3 separate regions of the Zea mays genome follow, and regions 2 and 3 are each linked to region 1. A link is a contact called in public Hi-C data. All regions are on one chromosome and are shown on one strand. Each heading gives the region's core, a stretch centred on a gene start, on an enhancer-like site or on the middle of the called end of the contact. The rest is flanking DNA. Distances are from core to core; before and after follow the strand shown. Region 1 holds the start of LOC100274332. Region 2 holds the start of LOC103650916 (PHD finger protein EHD3). Region 3 holds the start of LOC103650918 (ubinuclein-1).

Region 1 (3,237 bases), core at 544-3,043:
TTTGTCTTGTTGTGCCCTATAGGCAATCTGCGCACTCAGGCCTAGTCCCGATAGGTAATGAGTGTGATGCGGGCTAGGAGGCGCGTGTGTCATAAATGTGTCGCAGTCCAAGGGGTTCGTCGGTTATGAGTGCGCCGCAGCTCGAGGGACTCGTATGCCATGAGTGTGAGGCGGACCGACGCCTGTGGTGTGACTCAGCGCCAGGCGTAGTTAATGCGGTGGGTCACTTATGGCGGGTTGGTCTCGGGTCTAGCGAGGGATCCACTTGAGTGGTTTTCCTTCGGTTCGCCCGACCCCCTGTTAGCTCCTCCATGCCGACCCCGGGTTCAGTGCCACGGTTTTTGTCTGGGGGCGCATGCTTCTAGGGCAGGCATTTTCTTTCTCATCTTGCTGACCAACAGGCCCCAGTCGCCAGAGGTTTTCCCTAGCCCGCTCGCTGACCGATGGGTCTCAGGGACCGAGATCTTATCCCCGACAATATATCCACATTCGTTATCATGTATTTGAATGTTGGAGGAAAAAAGGCTAAAAATAACTATATCTTGGAATGGAGAGAGTAATAATTATAATTTTTTAACAAGGCGAGCCAATCCAATTTAGAGTAAAAAAACCAACTGAAATAGAAACCGAAACGGAGGGAGTATACTATGGGTGTTTGGGACAACTCCAGCTCTAGAAAATTTGATGGAATTGGTAGAGCAGGTCATTAGTTGCTTTAGAAAATCATGGAGTTGTGAACCTTTAGAAGACATTTAGGATGCGTTTGGTTGTAATGACAGAACGAGATAATATAAAATGATCTCTTAAATGATGTTGTTTGGTTCAGGGTGAGAGATTGGAACAAAACTATCCCAGTTTTGTCTCTAGTTGTCCCTCAAAATTGGAAAGACAGAAGATGACGTCATGGAACGTCTCTGTCTTGCCGGTCCTTAGCAGTCGCACAACCAAACACATCCTTAGATAAGCCATTTTATTTATTATTTAAAGTAAAAATATTTTTAAACCTAATTAAATTGATACTCTACATTAGAGCTGGAACCTAGAGTCATCCCAAATAACCCCTATAATAACATAAAATGCTACGCTTAAGTTTTCACGGAACATGAATGTAGGTTAAAAGCAGAAATAAAAACAATAGCAGTAGTGCGTGTGTCCATTCCGAGCCGGGGCCCGAGCTCGGCCCAAAGGGCCAAAATCGAGTGGCAGCCAGCAGAGGAGGAACCGAGGCCTTCCAGACGTTTTCCTCCAGACCAGGTCGAATCGCGCGGCTGCGGGTCCGGACGGCGCACTCCTCCCGTTTTCCCGTCCCCGCATCCGGACTTCCGGAGAAGCCAAGAAGCGCAAACAAGCGGGATAAAAATCCCGGTCCCGGTCGCCAGCCGACTCCACCGCACACGTGCCCGGGCAGCCCGGCCCCGCCACCCGCACGCCACGTAACCCCCGTCCCCCTCCTCGAGCCTCCCGTCGCGTGTCCTGCGTTGCGCTTGCTATTTATCACCCCCGTCCTCCTCCGTCCCAAGGCAGTCGCAGTTCACAACTGCGACTAAAAACCATCTTTGGGGCCCTTCGCCGCGATTTGCTTCGCTTCTCGGACTAGGTAAGCCGAAAGTTAGCGTCTTTTTTTTCTGTACTGCATAAATGGAAGTTCAGATCGCTTGGTTTCGATTCGGGATTCCTGAGCGCGCTGTCCTGCTCCTGGTACCGACATCGCCTTCTGAGGCTATAGATTCTTTTTGTGGTTCTTAGGGTTTCCCCGTTGAATCTCGGGGCCTTTTCACCCGTAGTATCGTCGTCTTTTCTGTGGCTGTCTGTGCGCGAAAGCTACTGCAGCTCCCGGGTGATCTGGAGTTATTTTCTCGGATATTCCTTCCAACCCGATACTTGCAGTGGGTGTGGGTCCCTTCAATGAGTAGATGCATACTACCCGCGCCGGATTTTTCACCATTCATCCCATCCCCAGAGATTTGGGATTTATCGATGCCATGGAGGATTTACTTCACCATGCCTCTCGATTCATCGGAACGTTGGTTTGCAGTTTGCTATGTGCTGGTTTGTTAAGCTTTGCGTTGTAAAGCACGCCTCCGATGTTTTTGCCGGAAATTCCGATGCTTTACCAAAAAAGAAATGTTCGGCACCTAGTATAGGTCGTGCTGCTTTTATACTTGCCGCTTCTTCCGCATTTTACTAGATGCGTTTCATACTTCTTCGAAGTAGTTTGGCTGTTACAAATCCATCCAAAGAAGAAAAAGATTGCCGACTGCGACGAAACACACACTCTGTGTGCGTTTCGTTTGGGTACTTTTGGTATTTCTCTCCTGATGATCTAAAGAAGTAGTTGTTTATATTCTTGATCTTGTCCTTAACCTGTAGTGCTGTTAACTTGCATCTGCGTGTTTGCGCTGTGCCTTTTTGGTTTGTGTTGTAGATAGGCGTTAATTGCCACCTTAACAATGAAATGATGTATTGATGTTCACGTTCCCATTGCCTCGATTTCAGAGTTGGGAATTTTACTATGATCTCCTGTGCGTATTGCTGATTGTATAAATGTTTCTATGACAAGTTCAGTTCTAATTACTAGACAGACTTTTACAGCTGTACAAAGACATTATTTGTAAATGATTCTATGAGACTTACAAGTCAGTGTATGTCTATTCATTCGTATTCTAATGATTGCAGGTTAAGTTGCCTTTTCGATTCTCAGAAAAAGACTGGCTCTGCACTCGGATAATTTTAAAATGGATAGTGCACAGCAGCCCACTGGGGAATTGAACAATTCGTTCGATACTCTTATGGTTTCTGGAGGTGACCAGAGTCGACAGCCTCAGGATGCTGGCAATGAAACGAGCTTCACGAATTGGAAAGACCTCCCCATGGAGCTGCTCCTGCGTATCATTTCACTAGTTGGAGATGACAGGATAGTCATTGTGGCCTCCGGTGTATGCACAGGATGGCGTGACACCTTGGGGTGGGGGGTTGCAAATCTTTCACTATCATGGTAAGAATTGTCTTTCAGGCATGTCCATTCCAGTTTAACATATGTTATCTTCAGAAGATGAGTTTATCAAATATCAAGATTTTATAACCGATTAGTTTCCATGCTTTAGATTTGGATACAATAGTACATTAGTTATTCAGCTATCCTCGGTTTCTTAGATGTTTAACCTGATGTGTTCATAATGCTGGTTGCAGCAGTGCTATTCAGTCACTAATTCTGTAATCCGTATCCATCATGATAAC
Region 2 (3,237 bases), core at 426-2,925, 680 kb before region 1:
ATGCTGTTCTGAAGGGTCATTCTTAGCAGTTAGCACAGTCAGCCATTCGCAAACTCGCAACATGAACATGTAATGTATGGAACACTGGTCCTTCAAGAATTCTCATTAAAGATTTAAAGGCGTGTTTGAGAACAAAGAGATTGAGTGCTTGTTCTGTTAGAGTGGATTGAAAGGGATCGGAGAAAATTAAATCTCTTGCTATCCAAAATTGAATACAAGAAATTTAATCTCCCTCAATCACCTCCGATCTAGATGCAGATGACGGGGGGATTGGAGGGATTGAGGAAAAAATTAGTTCATTTCCCCCTCAATTCCCGTGATCCCTGGTCATCAAATCAGCCCTGAAGAGAATAAAACCCCTCTTATTATTCAATTTTGAATAGTAAGAGTATTTTATCCCTTGCCTAAGACACTTTGTTTCAAACCTTGTAAAAATATAAGTGTTCCGTCAAGAATTCCCAGTAAGACACTTTGTGCCACGACAGTCCGCAACTCTGCATGCGTTAGAACGTGCGGGGAGCTTACGCATACAAATTTGGACAGCCAGATAGATAAATACACACAACCAATTGATCGAATGATCGGCAAGCTGCACGATGCGAGCTTACACAAATTAAGTTGATCCAGTAGGGGGAAGGAAATGTTAGCCAGTTGATTACCTGGTTGGTTTCGTATCTCCCATCCCGCGATCCGACGGCGAGACAACGCGCTGGCGGATGGAAGTGATTGTTCTGCGTCCGCATCCTCGTGCCGAGCCATGGATTTGGTAGATCGAGGCAGAGCGCCACGGCGGTCCGGGCAGGACGGTGTGGCGAAGATGACCCGAGAGGCAACGGGGTTCGCGTCTTGAGGGAGGAAGAAGAGCTTCCGCGTGGAGGCAGGGAGGGCCCCGAACGGTCGTAGCCCCGGCGCACGAGGGTCGGCCGCGGTTGGGGCCGACGCTGAACGCCAAGCCACGCCTGCGCATGAGAGCGAGTTCGCCCCGCCGCGCAGCTGGATTCAAATTCGCCTGCCGGTTACTGCTGCCGCTCCCTCGGCACCGGCGCGGCGCGCGGCGGTGGTGCTAGGAACTTGGGAAGGCACGGACAGGCCGGCGGGACCATGGGACGGGATCGGAGGTCCCACGATCGCGAGTTTTTCGGACGTAGTGGCGGCCGCAGTGCCAATTGGCGGCGCGGTGGGCGCCGCTACTGGTCCGCCTGCACCATTTGGATCGGGGGCTCGAGGGGCGCGAGGCCGGGGGATTGGTGTGGCCAGCTTGCTGGTGCTGAGGCGATGTCGTTAGGGTGGGATTGGTCGACGCGGTTCCCTCGGGTGGCAGCGGCTTCGTTCCGTCCCGTCGGAGGTGAGCTCGCGGCGGCAGTGGCGTTTACCGACCGGGATGAGGAGCTTCTAGCATAGTAGCGCATGCTTTCGCCCCCACCTCCTTGCAGATTTCAGACCGTGCTGAGGATCTACCTGGCGCGCATCGTCTCTCCGCCGTTGCTGCCAGGTGCCAGGCACTAGATTTGTGTGTTGCCCACCCAGCCCCGGCAACCGGAGCACGCCGGTCGCCGGACACAAGGTTGGCATCTACCGCTGGAATTTCATCTGGGCACGTCCACATCTCCCGTGATTCCGGTACGGATTGGTTGCGAGTTTGCGACACAGAATGGCAACCTGGTCAGACAAAATTCACCCCGGAATCGACAGCTTCCATTTGATGCAGGATATGCAAGGCACCGCTCAATTGGATCGGGTGAATTTATGACGTAATGTAGATTCCATGGCGGAAAGTTCGGGCCTATCGTCAAAATTCAGCTAGAAGGTTAAGATGCATGAGTAGGAAAGAGGGCGAACCATATGACTGTGCTCTTTGCGGTGGCGTAGACGATTGGCGGGACGTGTCTGCGACCCTACGGTAGGATCGTGTATCCTCTGCTCACGTGCCGGACGGTCCGCGCTCTGGATCGGACGGTCCACATGTGCGCAGAGGGTCTTCTTCGCGAAGAACTCTAGAACTCGCCCCTCGAGATGGATCTCGTCGAGGAGAGTTCCAGAGGTGCTCAGGGATCGACAGTACACCCGGATGTCCTTAGGCGATGTAGAGTCACTTAGAGATGAACTAATAGGTCGAAAAAGACTAATACTAGGGCTAAACTAAAGCTAGATTACTCCTACTACTAATGAATGGAAAGAACAATGCAAATAAGGTAAATTTGATAAATATATTTTATTGGATCGATTGTAGGTGTGTCAATCGATCGAACCCCTTCGTTTATATAAGAGGGAAGTATGGATCAGTTACAAGTCGGTTCCTAAACAAATCTCGCGGAGTTTGCTAAGAAATCAGGAACCCTAACCGATTTTGTTCAAGCGCGGACCGTCCGGAACGTAGACCATTCGGGTATAGGGCCGGACCATCCGCCTTCCCATTCTGGTGCTCAACACATGCCCCCTGTCTTTGGTGGATACTGACAAACCAAAAGCATATGTACTATCAGCACCCTTTGAGAAACAATAGATCTCACAAGTTATTTTGTTTCCGAAGTATGAATTAAGCATGATGCAAATCACCATCTTTTTCAATCTAATAAGGTAATCATTTAATAAAGCTCTAATATATAAAGGTCGTTTAGGATTGCATCTTTCTCGGCAATGACTGCTTGATCAATGGGTCAATAGGATCAAAATCGAGGTGCCCCAAACCCAAATAAGCAAAGGGATTGTACATGTAATATGGATTCATCGCCGCATTACTCCATGTTTGAACAGAACAATATGTCGACGATGGATAGGCTAGTGAAAAGTATCATGGCATCATTGGATGAACATGCGACACTTGTTATGTCGCCTTTTGGGTCGTTTTATTCGGCAGTATTGCCTTTGCGAGTGACCGGGGTTGCTTTGTTGGCCGACCATGTGGGACGACATTTTTGCTGGTGTATTTGGAGAGTAACTGATCAAAAGCATAGACGACTTTAACCAGTCGACCAGATGTTTTACATGAATTTTGCTTTGGCGTACCTGTTTCCGATTGTCGACGCTTGAAGGCGCGTGGACCTTGCGGCCTCTGGTCATTGCTCAACCATCCGGCCAACTGAGCCGAATCGTCTGTCTGGTTTCCGAACCGTCCTCTCACAGGCACCGGACTGTCGTGGTTTCTAGAACCGGTGGATAATAAGATTTGTGTTCGACAGGGGTGTTAGCGCGGACTCGCTTCGAATGGTGAGCTATAGGAGCTCGAAGGTGGATCTG
Region 3 (3,237 bases), core at 278-2,777, 570 kb before region 1:
GACAAAACAAATAATAGTTTGAATATAACTAACCAATTCGGCATCATCAATGAAAGAATCCTCAGTGTCATACTGATCATCATCTGGTACATCATTAAGATCCTCTTCATCGCTGCTATGTTTTCCCTGAGAATTTGTACATGTAGTCAAAACATCATCCATGGTGAACATGGGATCAAATGCAGCACGACGTTTACTACCATGTAAAGGCGCTCTATTTTTTCAATCACTGCATTGAACCGATTTGGCTGTGTTGGATCCTTTGGGTCATTTTCTGCAGGATGTGCCTGATTCAAAAGATAAAACAAACTAGATGTTAAATACGACGCTTCTTGAATGTAAAGAAATTCAGTGGATTCCACTATTTTAACATACTTCTCAGACTGAAATACTTGGGTGTTAAGAGCGTCATGTTCAAGAATGACAAGGTTTTGGCATGAACATGTAGTCATGTACAACAATTCATCAGGGTGATATTTCGTTGATTTGGGCCTATATACTTTCAAGATTTTGGCAGATTACAAGAGAGAGGAACTAATACTCACTGTAGAACATCTCTGCATGATACAGCACAGGTACCTAACATAAAAAATATATACATACATAGCTCAACCCAACAATGGAATACAACCACACTGTGTTCATAGCGATTAAGAACATCGATGTTGTCATCGTCATCACTACAAACAGGTTCCCTAAAGGTATGCTTTTTATGAGGGATGTACGTGTTGCTACCTACCAAACACAAAACGGTCCTCACGTTACATCTTGCAGATCTTACCCTCAGTCTGCAGAGAATCCTTCTATTTTCAAAGCTAAGCTAGGTAGCGCACAGATTACAGCGATGCAGCAGGTAACCAACCAACAAGCAACAACAGCAAGATGACTGCTTACCGGACCAGATGGGCCCGCATGTGCGGCGAACGCTGGCTCCACCGCCACTGGCGGTGCCGCGGCGGTGTGCCCGGCCTCCTTGAGAAGCTTCTTCCACGACACGATTGTGGTCTCCCCTGGCCGCAGCTCCACTGTGAACAGCTGCCTCTGGCACGGCGTCGCGGCTTCAGAGACCGCGGCCGCGGTGGCAGGCGGCTGCGTCGGAGCGAGAGCGGACGGCGCAGAGGTGACGCCAGGGGCTGCTGCCACCGCACCCGGAACCCTAGCTGCGGCGGCAGCGGCAGGGTCGGTCAAGGACGAGGAGGGTACCGCCACGGGGTCTTCCATGGAGAGGCTGGGGGAATTGAGAATTCGAGAGCTCACGGCATTAGATCGAAGGACCTAGGGTTTTGAGGAGCGTGGTGGGGAGTGGCGCAGGTGAGTGGGGACTGGAGGATGTGGGCTCCGGAGTTTGGAGGAGGGGACACGAAAACGCCCTCGTTTTTGGTGCAGGCGGAGGGAGTCGCTCGCGCCGGATGGGGTGAACTAGCCGCCGTGGATTTCTCGTCGCCGTTGGGTTTTGGCTCCTCGTCTCACCGCCATGTACACGCCCTTGCCTTCGGAATCAGAATGTGTGCGCGTGGGCCTGGGCCCTGGGGGATCGGTGGTTGTTTATTCTCGTCTTATCGCTTGAGCATGGGCCTTTTATCAGTTGGGCTTGGGCTTTCGAATACAAGAAGAAGAATAACGCGCGGAAAAAGGTTCCTTTTCTAGCTCAGCTGTAGCAAAAGACAGTTTTTCTCTCCCTTTATTTTAGTTTATTTTTTAAAAGAATATAGTAGATTATACAGCAATCATAATATATAAAATTCAATTATGCTAGCTCATATTACATGGTATATGATATGGTATGTTTTAGTACATTTAAAACTATGTTTTTCTATAAGTAATTTATAGCAACAGTTTTTGTGGCCAGTTATGATAAAAAGAAAATATGGCGAGCTAATTATTGCATGTTGAGATGAGATGTAGTGAAAAAATTATGGTCATTGTACCATATAGAATGGGCTTAGATTTTAGGGTTTTGAAACATATAAAAATCTATAACTCAACCATATATCAGCATCAAAATTTTACTACATCTCGAGCATGCATGTAACTATTAGTTCACCATAAAGATTTCATCAAAATTGGACCACAGAAAATTACAACTATGAATTAATAATAGAAATATATAGATCTAAAGCTATCTTGTACTAAAACGTATTATATCATATATTCACTATATAGATCTACACATGCTGAGTCCGTTAAATTTTTCATGCTCATTGGATCACGTATGACTCGGTTACAGATTTAAAAACTAGTTAGTTAAAACATAAACCTAGATAAATCTATAACTCAACTATACATGATCCAAGAAACATGATTTTTTGCTACAATTCAAACATGCAATATGTCGTGGTTTTCTGAACCGGAAGTAGCGATGAAAACGGACGGAAACGGACGGAAAAACCCTTCTTCCGTTTCCGCTCCCGCAATTCTTCATCGGAAATGGGAGCGGGAGCGGAACAACCACGGGCGGAAACGGGTTCGGGTTATACGGGTTTACGGAAACGAACCAAAACGGCCGAAAATTAACCGAAAACGAACGGAAATTACCTCAACGGAAAAATTAACCGGAAAATAAGTCCACATCACCACATGATTACATGACCAGTTGACCACATAGCCATTGAACAACATGAAAATAAAATAAGTCCACAATAGTACATGAGCACATAGCACAATTCCAAATCCAAGTATCCAACAAGTAAACTTACACTCACTCTGCCCACATAAATTCAGTCCATACACAATAACAGTTAACAGAGTAATAGACTTATAGTCACACTCACACACCGACACACACACATGGACACAATATAAGGTCTTCAATGTCTTCATGACATCAAACACACATTTGTAAGATTTCTTCACAGCTCGCCATCTTCATTCATGAATTGGGAATCACTATCCCGGTCATGTTCCTACATTTTAGAATACATCTGTATAAGTATTTGCAAATGATAGGTAGCAGCCTCGCAGGAAGCATCAAGTAGCAAGCAACCTGCAACAAGAAATGTATGTATGGGGATGCGGCAAGCCAGCAAGCAGGAAGCAAAAGCACTAGCAGCAAGCAAGCATGTATGCTTGTGGGCTGAAAAGCATCAAGCAGCAAAGAAAGTAGGAACATGACATTGACAGCAAGGTAGCAAGCAACAATGTAGCACAATCAATAAGTTCTAGGCTTCTAGCAAGGTAGCAGCAATTTACCTCATCATCCATCAAGTGGCTCGCATTAGGGGATAAAGGATTTGTCTC

Evidence for each region. Hi-C and Micro-C count contacts between places; a contact is called where the count stands out from the background.
Region 2: a Hi-C map of tassel shows a contact between it and region 1, with 1.9 times the contacts expected there. The contact joins the promoter of LOC103650916 here to the promoter of LOC100274332 in region 1. A contact is called at or near these places in 2 of 25 Hi-C or Micro-C datasets (ear and tassel).
Region 3: a contact with region 1 is called in a Hi-C map of endosperm, with 2.8 times the contacts expected there. The contact joins the promoter of LOC103650918 here to the promoter of LOC100274332 in region 1. A contact is called at or near these places in 3 of 25 Hi-C or Micro-C datasets (ear, endosperm and tassel).

What each region holds. Positions count from the first base shown.
Region 1 is chr3:176,359,633-176,362,869 of Zm-B73-REFERENCE-NAM-5.0, forward strand. It overlaps LOC100274332, which reads left to right and starts at 1,794. Exons shown (of 4, transcript NM_001148693.1): 1 at 1,794-2,995. The coding sequence starts at 2,736.
Region 2 is chr3:175,681,739-175,684,975 of Zm-B73-REFERENCE-NAM-5.0, forward strand. LOC103650916 (PHD finger protein EHD3) reads right to left here and starts at 1,676. Exons shown (of 4, transcript XM_035966364.1): 1 at 660-1,676. It overlaps LOC103650917 (a long non-coding RNA gene), which reads left to right. Exons shown (of 3, transcript XR_564478.2): 3 at 1-136.
Region 3 is chr3:175,788,491-175,791,727 of Zm-B73-REFERENCE-NAM-5.0, forward strand. It overlaps LOC103650918 (ubinuclein-1), which reads right to left and starts at 1,528. Exons shown (of 13, transcript XM_020550403.1): 1 at 895-1,528; 2 at 201-287; 3 at 34-126. The coding sequence starts at 1,221.